Linked DNA regions of Mus musculus: all the other regions are linked to region 3. A link is a contact called in public Hi-C and HiChIP or PLAC-seq data. All regions are on one chromosome and are shown on one strand. Each heading gives the region's core, a stretch centred on a gene start, on an enhancer-like site or on the middle of the called end of the contact. The rest is flanking DNA. Distances are from core to core; before and after follow the strand shown.

Region 1 (3,046 bases), core at 399-2,898, 780 kb after region 3:
TGTGTTGGACAATAGGTCAAAGATGAGATATACATTTATGTTTAAGAATAATGACAGCTAGGATGTATTGGGTACAAATACCAATACACTGAGTGTATCGTTTTTCCCTAGGTAGTCTGTATATAGAATTTCTAATTATAACAACGTATTAAAGTCCCTTAATGGACAAAACATTCACAGCTCTATAATAAAGATGCAGATGCCATATTTTTTCATCAGAATAAAGTTTAGTGCTAATATATTCAAAATAAATAGAACTTAAAAGTCTTAAGATGGGGTTCCCATAAAGTACTAAATAGATTACATTTCCCTGTGTAATATATGATGGAAGTGACATCATAGAGACTTTTTTATATATTCTTTGAAAGATACTCTTCTTCTTGATGAATATCTTATGAATGTCCCTGGGACCAGTTTGAGCTGTGGGGCATGCTCTTAAAAGTCTGCCAGACCCTGAGAGGAACCACACAACCATAGAGAGAAAGCAGACCCCGTGAGCAAAGCCCCAGTGATGGACAGAGGACTTGTTCTTGGTGGCTGTTTAGTTTTTCTTGTTTATGGGGTTTCTTCTTAGAAAGAAATAAAATAAGAATGAAAAAAAGAATTTTTTTTTCTCAATGCTTTTCAGTGTAGGAAGTATTTAAGGAATTCAGTGCCCAGAGGCAGTACAACAGTAAGAACAGGTGATGTTTTCTTTTCTTTTATTCCTTTCTTCTTTCACAAAGGAACTGAGGGCTTTACTCCATGTACCACGGCTAATAAGCGAAAGGGTAACAGCTTGGGTGCCCATCTACACAACCCCTAAGCTGTTTTCATGGCATCCTCTGTTGCTCCATCATTGTTAGCTCAGATTTCAAGGGTTCTATAGCTGATCAGAGTCTGGTTTGCTACAGGAAGGACTCCAGGTTACATGTCATTAGTTGTTTCCCTCTCTATGTTTTCCATTGAGCCGTAAGCCAGTGCAGCTCAGCTAATAGGCACATATCAGACCTGAGAAACTCCAGCCCCAACCATGAGGGCTGATTTAGTAAGGTCTTATGGAAAGCAGTAGATAAGTATCTCTCACTTCATTTTACTTTATTTCATTTATTTACTTATTAGTGCCAGGCTAATACCCAGGGCTTTGTGTATGGTAAGCATGTGCTCTGCTAGGGAGCCATGCCATGAGCCACAGGGTCTATAATTGTAGTGTCTACAAAGGCTGTAATGGGGGATTCAAAAATGCCTGCAACAAATGTCATAAGAGGACAACCGAATCTTTCCACAACTATTTTTCTCCGTCCCTAGCAAAGGATATTTTATATAAACGAGAGCCTAAATGTATGATAAATGGTTCTAAGAGTGAAGTAAATGAATAAATATTAATAAAATACGAATAGCATCAAGCTGAAGAGCCCGTCCCTGGTTGGTGTTGGGCACACTACAGGAATCTCTCAAATCACTATCCTTTCGAAGATGTCCTTTGGAAGGCTTAGGTCCAGCTGTTCTGAGGAGCCATGACAGAGGATCTGGTAAAATCTGCTAGCAATTAGAGACTGTGGAATTTTTATGTTCTCTTGAATAGTGAGAGAGACTGTTTGTATCGCTCTAAAGACAAACCCAGAAACCAAAGTGCAGATGCACCAGGGCACAACAGGAAACCACAAAAGCCTAAGATCTTTCCATGTAAATAAGAAGCTGGCCTTTACTTTTGAATCCACAGTGCAGAGTGGAGCACAGTTGTTAATCCAGCTTTTGCACAGCTCTGCTTTGAGCTTGAGCACAGTTAAACCATGCCACAGGATAAAAAGCACTTAAAAATGCTTGTTTTGATCAGCAAGCTTCATTTGTGTTAGTGAACAGTTTGGGGACACAGGTGCAGTGTGGACTCAGAACCATTAATTGGTCTCCCTTGTTCTTTTTGCAGTGATATTTGAAACCCTACTTCCCTCCACAAAGTTATATTAATCCATATAAATGCACGGGACATTTCCTGTTGACAAGCCTCTCTCACATGTCCCATCCTGGGGCCTCTGGTCCAGGTGCAAAGTGGAGAAACAGTGGTAACAATTCCCATACCTTCTTGTGTTGTTACCTCGATCTACATTTGATCAGTCCTATTACACTGGGAAGTAAGTAATACCGTACAACTGATCATAAAGTTTTTGTAGATAAGGAAAATGTGGTAGAACAAAAACCCATAGGTTTTGTTATTAGGTTGGCAGACCTATGTTCAATATAGAGTGCCTTAGCTCCAAAGTACCTTCCTTGTTCAACACCGACTGCAAGCCAGGCATGGGGCATAACGAAGAGTAGAAGTAGCCCTTGAGTCAGTTATAGTCCAGAGGAAGAGATGGGGAGGAAGCGTAAATTGCATAATCATGTCAAAGTACATTTAAGTATGCATATGCTCAACACTCTACCAATTTCATTCCTAGATAAAATCTTGGGGAAACTCCCGCACTGTGAAACAATATACACAGAGCCTTTTTAATACATCATATATCATACTATCCCCTGTTTGGATTTCCATTAGTAGAACATATTGCTAAACTATCATATTCATATGCTGACTTACATGTTTAATGAATAGACTGCATCTACATATAGTGGATAAGTGCAACAATTATAAAGTAACACAAAGAAGAAATGAGAGAAGTAGGCACAAAAATATTGCATCCATGGAAATTCTAAAAGAAGTAAAAACAAATGATGAAACTTAGGAATTTGGGCTGAACCTAGGAAGACAAAAGGATAATTGCCACAGATCTTAAAACCTTAGTGAATTCTATTTGTTGAAGGTTTTGGCTGTGTAGAACATAACTGCTTTCAGAAGTGGTCTAGAGGAACTGCCATTTGTTGATGAAGGACACATAAGCACTTAGTATTTTTTAAGATGTTCTGTAATTTTTAATCTCCTCTTCTAAGAGTGATATGTGTGCTGGAACCACCATGAAAGGACCCACCATATGGCATACAGTGGTATACCTTGTTTGGGGTACTATGGAGAAGGCTTTAATAAGGAAGGGGTGCTTCAATTGGTGGACTGAATAACTGACTAAGCATA
Region 2 (3,470 bases), core at 423-2,922, 970 kb after region 3:
TCTTACAAAGGACCAGAGTTCTGTTCCTAGTCCCTAAAGTAGGCTACACAAAACTGCCTGTAAGTCCAGCTCCAAAGGATTTGATGCCCTCTTCTGGCCTTCAAGGGAACCTGCACACATGTTGCAGACACACAGGAATAAAAATAAAAATGTATCTTTAAATTTTCCCAATAAATATGCCAAACTTCCCTTGAATTTTTGCTTTAGATTTATATTCATTTCACACTTGTCAGAATTAGTCTTTTTTTTTTTTTTTTTGCTGTTTTTCAGTAATGTGATTTTCTAACTTTTCAAATTGGAAAGAATTGAAATTTTAGTAGGTCACTTATCTGTGGGTCTCAGTGATAAACGTGCTTTAAAGAGTGTGTGGTTATAGTAATTCACATTGCAAAGTTTACAATTCCCAACTTACATTATTTTCATAATATGTGCTTATATTTTAGCCAGAGATATCTTTAGAAATGTAGAGGCTGTGGTCTCTACCCGTAACATTGAGAGCAACGCGGGTGGTGGTGGGGGGGGGGGAGGGCGGGGGTTGGGAGAGAGTCACAATACCGACTCTTCAATTCTTTAGGCCTATAGTTTTCATGAAGTTTCATTAGTATTTATTGTGTCTAGAATACACTTTAGCAAAATTGTGAGGTTGCGTCGAAAATGCCCTCACTGTATTTTTAAAATGAAACTGATTTATAACAGGGGGTTTATAATTTATTGTCCAACAGTTTTGCTCAACGTTTAAATATAAAAATCACAGAGAGTTAAGCGAACCAGCTGCCTCTTAATACAGAGTATGAATTGATGGATTAATGAATGAGTGAAGTGGTGAGAACCAAGAGTTAGAATAATATTGTAGCCCCTTCCAATAATGACACAATTTATCATGTTGGATTGCCACTTTCCAGATTTTATGGACCATGCCACCAACATCCTCAGTGGACACATCATTATTATTATTTTTTAACATAGAAACGAGCAGGTAGGGTACACAGATACAGCCTATGCTTTTTGAACACTATTTAATTTTGCTATCTAAAAACGGCCTTCCCCTTTGCCCCATTTAAAATGAAATCAGCCACAACCTGTGATTCTGTGAGGGCTTCTTTGACTTAGGCAGCATGGAGGTCTGTTTTTTCCTTAGGAAACACGTTTCTTGGTCACGTGGTTCCTCTTGCTTTGGGGGTTTCAATTCCTGAGCACTGTGGTGGGGAATGAGAAGAGGCTGGAGGCTGAGAGTGGGTCTGTACTAGTGCTAACCAGGAGAAATGGAAGGTTGGCCTCTGAGCCCTCCACTACCTTTGGCCACTCTAGCTCGCGCAGGCGCGCTCTCCTTCCTACCCCCAGCCCCGCCCTCATTGCACCTGCCAGGTCATAAACCTCCGCCCACCCACACCCGCTTCGCCTGGCGGTCCGGGCTTACCCCTCCTTGATTGGCCAAGAGTCTCTGGAGCGCGTCCAATCAGCAGCCCTCCTGTGCGACCTATTCCCGCTCCTCCCGCCCTGCCGGCCTCGCTGGTGCCCAGCTTCTTTGTGACTGGTGCTCGCAGAGGTCACTCAGCGTGCGGTGTGCGATCGGCGGGCGGGGCCGGCTCAGGTGCCGGGACGCGGGACAGACGCGGTGGGCGAGGGGGCGGTCGCGCCGCGACGTCTGCGCCGTGAGGCTTCGCGCGTGAGTGGCGCGGGCGCCAGGCCTGGCCGCCGAGCTCCAGTGGCGGGCGCGGAGGTCGTTGACGCGGGCCCGGTCGGAGGCGCGTCCGTCGCTGTGAGCGCGGCGTCGAGGTTCTCGGACCATGGAGGACCCGCAGCCGCTGCCACAGTCCGAGCTGCCGCTGTGTGACAGCCTCATCATCTGGGTGAGTGTAGTTCCACGCTTGCCAGCGAGGCCACCTGCGGGGCGAGCGGAGCACGGAGCCTCCGGCTGCCACGTACACCTCCTCCGCAACCCTTCCGTCCCAGCCTCTGAGAGCTCCGCCTCGCACAGGTGACCAGGAGGCGCTGGCAGCCTCGGTTCCCAGATTGCTGTCCTTTTGGGCCCACACAGCACCCATGGCGGTGTAGACACAGCTGAGAGAGATGGCCAAATTACCTTTGATGTGGGAGCTCTTTTTCATTTTTTCCCCCTCTTCCTCCCCTTCCCATCTTAATACCTTTCTTTTTTTAAAGTAAAAAAGAATTGGCTTTTTTTGTTTACGCTTGATCCATGTGCAGGATTTTTTTAGCGCAGATTGCCTCAGTCCTCATTTTTTCCCAGTATTCCGGTGAGCCAAATGGTTTCTAACCTGTTGGAATTTCCTAGATATGACAGAACTGCCGTCCAGGTGTGATTTCTAGGCCTTTATTGTGCTAGGATAGTGTTTGATGCCCTACAGTTGGGTGTTGATAGCGCTGATGGCTCAACTCAGTTGTATAATTGTGAAGAGAGTCTGATTGGAATGTAAGTAGACTGGATCAGGAGGATTACATCCTCCAAGAGATTGACTGGCCATCTTCTAATACTAGCAAATCCAAAGGACAAATAGGGAAGATCTCTATGAGTGTTTGAAATTTGTAGTCACTTTTGCACTTTAGACTTTGATAACATGTTTTAAGTAGAATGTAGTTAGGATCTCAGGGTTAAAGCGTTTAGCTCACTGTAGACCTGCATGTTTATTTAAATTACTATTTAGGTTTAGATATTGTATTTAAGATTGTTAGGAAAGAAGGCAGTATTACTTTAATGATCCCATTTGTTTAAAAACAAATGTCTAATCATAGGGTGTATTCAGGTCTGCAATTTTGTGCTCTGATCATCTGACTGAGATGGTAAACTGGGTTCTTTATGATGTCACTGACTTCCCTATGAGGTCACATGGAGTTCAAGAGTTTCTTAAACTATACTGCAATATTTCCAAGTGCTATGACCATATCCTTTCTTAAAGCAGTATTTTGACTTCCTACTTTGTGCTGGCCTCACAGGAATTAGTTTAACTAGCAGAGTTGTGTATCATTACAATGAAAGGCAAAGTTCCCCAAGATCTAGAGAGAGAGAGAGAAAGAGAGAGAGAGAAACAGAGAGAGAGAGGGAGAGACACACAGAGAGAGAGAGAATGAACCAGATAAGGATTCATAGACAATAGAGGGTGAGAGGGTGGTTGGTTAGCTCTTGCTAATTGGCTCCTGCAGTGATCTCCCAGGCTGTTGTACACTGGAGAAAATTGAATGGCTGAAAATCAGTTATTGCTTCTAATCATGGCGGTAGATGCACTGTTCTCCCTGACACTGTCCAGCTTGGTGATGGGGAAGGACATGGTGGTTCTGATTCTTTTTAGGACGCTTCATTGATGCCCTGCTTGGCTCTTCTTGGAACCGAATTTTGACTTTCAGGCACAATACCACCTCCTCAGCTTTGGGTCTTCCTTTAAACTCTGTTCCTTCTAACTCTTTTAGAGCATTGTTCTGCCATTTATTTTCTTTTTGCTGTTGAATCTGTCTAA
Region 3 (3,504 bases), core at 219-2,718:
AAATTTATAATCTAAAAAAAAAATACTAAGTGAACAAATAAACAGAATTCAATAAATTAGACTAAAATTTTGGTTCGGCTAAATATAAAATATTTAGTTTAAACATATACCCCTCCACACTGCTGTTTAGCTGGGAAGTCCTCAGGGCCTTTCCTGCAGAAGTTGTAGAGATGGCATTTGGCTCTGGCATCTTCTGAAGATGTCTCCCTCATGCTTACCACCTAGTGGAGGAGTCTGGGATGACTGCTGCTTTGCATGGCTGGCATCGTCCTCCCACTGGCTTCTCTATTTTCACACATAAAGTACTAAGAGTAGTCAGTCCTTTACACAGCGGCTGCCTTCCCCTGCAGCTGATTTCCCTAGAGACCCAGATGAAAACAGTAGTATTTCTTATGACTTAGCTCTGCCATTCCCCAAGCATGACTTCTGTTCCATTTGGTTGGTCAAGAAAGTCTCTGACTCGTGTAGGGTGGAAGAGGAGGACTAGCTTCCTTCTCTCCATGAGAGGAAGTGAAGAGAGTAGCATGTTTAATTTCCATAACAGAACTTCCATCACGGAAACAGAAGAGCAGAGAAGAGCAGCTCATTGTCTTTGGAAGTTTGATCTTACATGCATATTTTAAATATCATGTGGTTCTCAGAAGAACTCAGGGGAGATGTTATTATCTCCATCTTAGGTGAAGAAATTTTTGCTTCCCTCAAGCCTTGACTTGCTAGTCAATAGCTTAAAAAATTCAAGCCCATTTATTTCTGATTCAAAAGTCCTGGTTTCTTTCTGTGAACTACACAACTACTCAAAATTACATAATTTTCACTTACAGAATATAAAATTCGGTTCTGTAAATGCCTATGAACTAGTAAACTTGGAAAATAGTTTTTACAACCTTACTAGTCCAATATATGCTCTGAGCTAGTATTTAGCAAGCTGCCTATGACCCGGTCCATTGTTTATTGATTTGATGAAGTGCCCTAGCTTAAGCAATTTAACATAAAAGGGACTTCCTTTGGCTTCCTGTTCCACATGATGATGTGCCCATGATGTTGGAGAGGACATGGCAGAAGGCAGAAAAAACATGGTGGCAGGAGTAGGAGGCTGCTGGTCATATTGCACACACACTCAGGAAGCAAAGAAAGACCAGGAAGCAGGGCCATGTCATAAAGCCTCAAGGACTGCCTCCAGGGACTCACTTCTCAAAGGTCCTGTGGCACCAGACTGTGGGGACTCTCCTCATTCAAACCACAGCACCTCACTAGATGGGGGAAGCTGCTTTCAATGAGAGGCTCATGCTGGGAGTGTTCTCACTGTAGAACCAGAGCAGAGCAAGGGACCTGCCACACAGTGGGAGGATGGGATTTCCCAGGACTGTGCTTCTGCGATTCTGATTGAAACTCATAGCATGTCCACTAAATCCTAGGGCTGAGTCTGTCTGTTCACAGCATTTTGTAGAGTCCTTGGCTCACATGCACAGGCTCTAGGGTCCTGTGTGCTCAGCACTGAAAAATGAATAAGAATAACAAAATGGAGATCATGTGACACAAATGAGGCTGAAATATGATAATAAAAGAAAAACCTGAGGAAGGTATTAAAATAAAACAACATGCACTTTAATAATTACAGGCTGGAGCACATCTGTATGGGATGACAGCATTAATGGTTCTCAGACTGTGATGACATTTTAATTAAATCTTAAAAATGCTACTACTAATTAATACTCATAAAAATACAAAAAAAATTTCTGGCAAAAGGCGGCTGTTATGGAAGCTCCCAATGGTCACTTTCTGCAGGTCACTGATAACAAGATGCTGACAACTACAGACCACCTCTGGCCTCAGACCCCGATTTGAGTACATTATCCAGGGTTAGAGCATCCTTGTGGTTTTTTGAAAGAAAATTAAGACTCAGATTCAGACTCAACTTTTTTACTACATGGCTTGTGCCAGACTTCACAGGGCAAACCTAGTAAAAGTGAGGAATAAGGTCTAGTGCCCATAAAGTATTTGTATATTGGCAGAAGCAGAAAAACAATAAGTTAATCATTTTTAAACCTTCATAAAATGTTATCGTGATGTGAAGCTTGAGGCAATACAAGATTGCCTCCCTGAAATTGCCCCAACTTCCAAAATTCCCTGTCATATGATCATATTCTCTTTACCACAACATGATTAATACAAGTTTTCAGGTCTTCCACATCTCATTCTGACTCGTAGCCAGACTTCAAAAGAAGGTCAGAGAATGGGAGAAATGCCCCCCCCCCCTTTCTCCCAAGTTCATGTTTCCATAAAGCCCGTGGCTGCCTCTCTGCTTCTGTAGGAGTACAGACGGGACACGATGGTATGAGAACTTAATTAGAGCATCTGTTCTCCTGTCTGCTGATGAGGAGTTTGTGATCACAAACAACTCAGACAGGGCCATCAGCAGCCTCTGGAGAGGTACCACCCCCATAGCATTTGTGGACCACACACTGGTGTGTGAGTCACCTCTTAGGATGAGTGAAGGTTGACTCAGCTTCAGAGAGCTTCCTATTGAGCCAGCAGTTGCTCTAAGTCTTGGAAAGAGAACAAAACAACTCTGGGAGGAAATGATCATCTCTTCATCAGCTCTGAGGTCGCTAAAGCTGGAAGAGGGCCTTGCTGCTCACTAGCAACAGATTCATGGTTCTCAGGGATCAGAGGCTCAGATCAGCATCTTCTGGAGGGACAACTTCCTCACTTTCCTCAACAGTGCTCTCCAAGGGCATCTGAGACTTACTTCTTCAGGAATGGTTTCTTTTATTCACTTATTGTATGCAAAATAATCCACACATGCTATTTTATCTCAATCTCAAAACAAGCATGATACCTGATCCCAGAACCCTTCTGGATACCCATTACCACAGGCAGTACTGGACCCTGTGTGTGCTATGTTTCTTCCTATACATTATGTTCCTCTGTGTATGTTCCTATAAATTAGGTATACAGAGAGATTAGTGATACTACTAATAAGATAGAACAAATATAAAAATACTATAAATACTCTTAAAACATGACTTTGTAGACTTTTCTACTTAATATTTTGGGGCTGCGATCTAATGTCACTAAATAAAATTAGATTCTTGGGTAAAGGTGACTGCTGTAAGAGATATTCTATCCCAGTTTCTACTTAACTGATTCAAATTTGAGCATAATTAAACAGCTAAAGAACCCATTAGAAATCCGGGAGCCAGTAAGCAGAGAACTGGCTCCAGCCTTCTTGCCCTCAGGTATGGAGACTCAGTGAATGCCTGGTGTCAGGCAGATCTCTCATTCTTCCTTGAGAACATTCCTGTCCATTTACTGCACATGCACATTTGCCTTGGTTCTGTGATATGTGCCCAGAATGTAATGCCAAGGGTAAGAAATACCGTGCCCCAGTCCTTGACCTTCCACTGTCTAATGATGGGTGTTTGATAAATCCTCTCAGCTTTGAAAAGGGTCCTGAGGAATGAAGTATGAAGCACATCTCGCCTCGTCCATGGTACAGCCCAG

The links. HiChIP or PLAC-seq counts read pairs in DNA pulled down with a chosen protein or histone mark. A called contact is a pair of places that touch in the nucleus more often than the background predicts.
Region 1: a Hi-C map of bone marrow-derived macrophages shows a contact between it and region 3, with 21 read pairs. The contact joins two enhancer-like sites. A contact is called at or near these places in 2 of 15 datasets of contacts at CTCF or cohesin (the NIH/3T3 cell line and large pre-B cells), 4 of 484 Hi-C or Micro-C datasets (bone marrow-derived macrophages, group 2 innate lymphoid cells and neutrophils) and 4 of 115 datasets of contacts at active chromatin or transcription factors (CD8 T cells, T-cell acute lymphoblastic leukemia, embryonic stem cells and 1 more).
Region 2: a CTCF HiChIP or PLAC-seq map of pro-B cells shows a contact between it and region 3, with 20 times the contacts expected there. The contact joins the promoter of Hook1 here to the enhancer-like site in region 3. A contact is called at or near these places in 1 of 39 promoter capture datasets (embryonic stem cells), 1 of 15 datasets of contacts at CTCF or cohesin (pro-B cells), 2 of 484 Hi-C or Micro-C datasets (bone marrow-derived macrophages and embryonic stem cells), 11 of 115 datasets of contacts at active chromatin or transcription factors (embryonic forebrain, embryonic limb bud, embryonic stem cells and 5 more) and 2 of 9 other capture datasets (liver and macrophages).

What each region holds. Positions count from the first base shown.
Region 1 is chr4:95,776,398-95,779,443 of GRCm38.p6, forward strand. All of the region lies in intron 8 of Fggy (FGGY carbohydrate kinase domain containing), which reads left to right. Among named protein-coding and RNA genes, the nearest start is that of Hook1, 190 kb to the right of the region's middle. Within about 2 kb of position 1,649, at least 31 of the 459 cell types and tissues checked have an H3K27ac peak or open chromatin away from gene starts, as enhancers often do. A contact at or near this core is called in bone marrow-derived macrophages, where this site is marked.
Region 2 is chr4:95,965,707-95,969,176 of GRCm38.p6, forward strand. It overlaps Hook1 (hook microtubule tethering protein 1), which reads left to right and starts at 1,673. Exons shown (of 22, transcript NM_030014.2): 1 at 1,673-1,850. The coding sequence starts at 1,788. It overlaps 9530080O11Rik (RIKEN cDNA 9530080O11 gene), which reads right to left and starts at 1,949. Exons shown (of 2, transcript NR_045776.1): 1 at 1,418-1,949.
Region 3 is chr4:94,999,118-95,002,621 of GRCm38.p6, forward strand. All of the region lies in intron 2 of Gm12694 (a long non-coding RNA gene), which reads left to right. Among named protein-coding and RNA genes, the nearest start is that of Gm12694, 22 kb to the left of the region's middle. Within about 2 kb of position 1,469, at least 69 of the 459 cell types and tissues checked have an H3K27ac peak or open chromatin away from gene starts, as enhancers often do. A contact at or near this core is called in bone marrow-derived macrophages and pro-B cells, where this site is marked.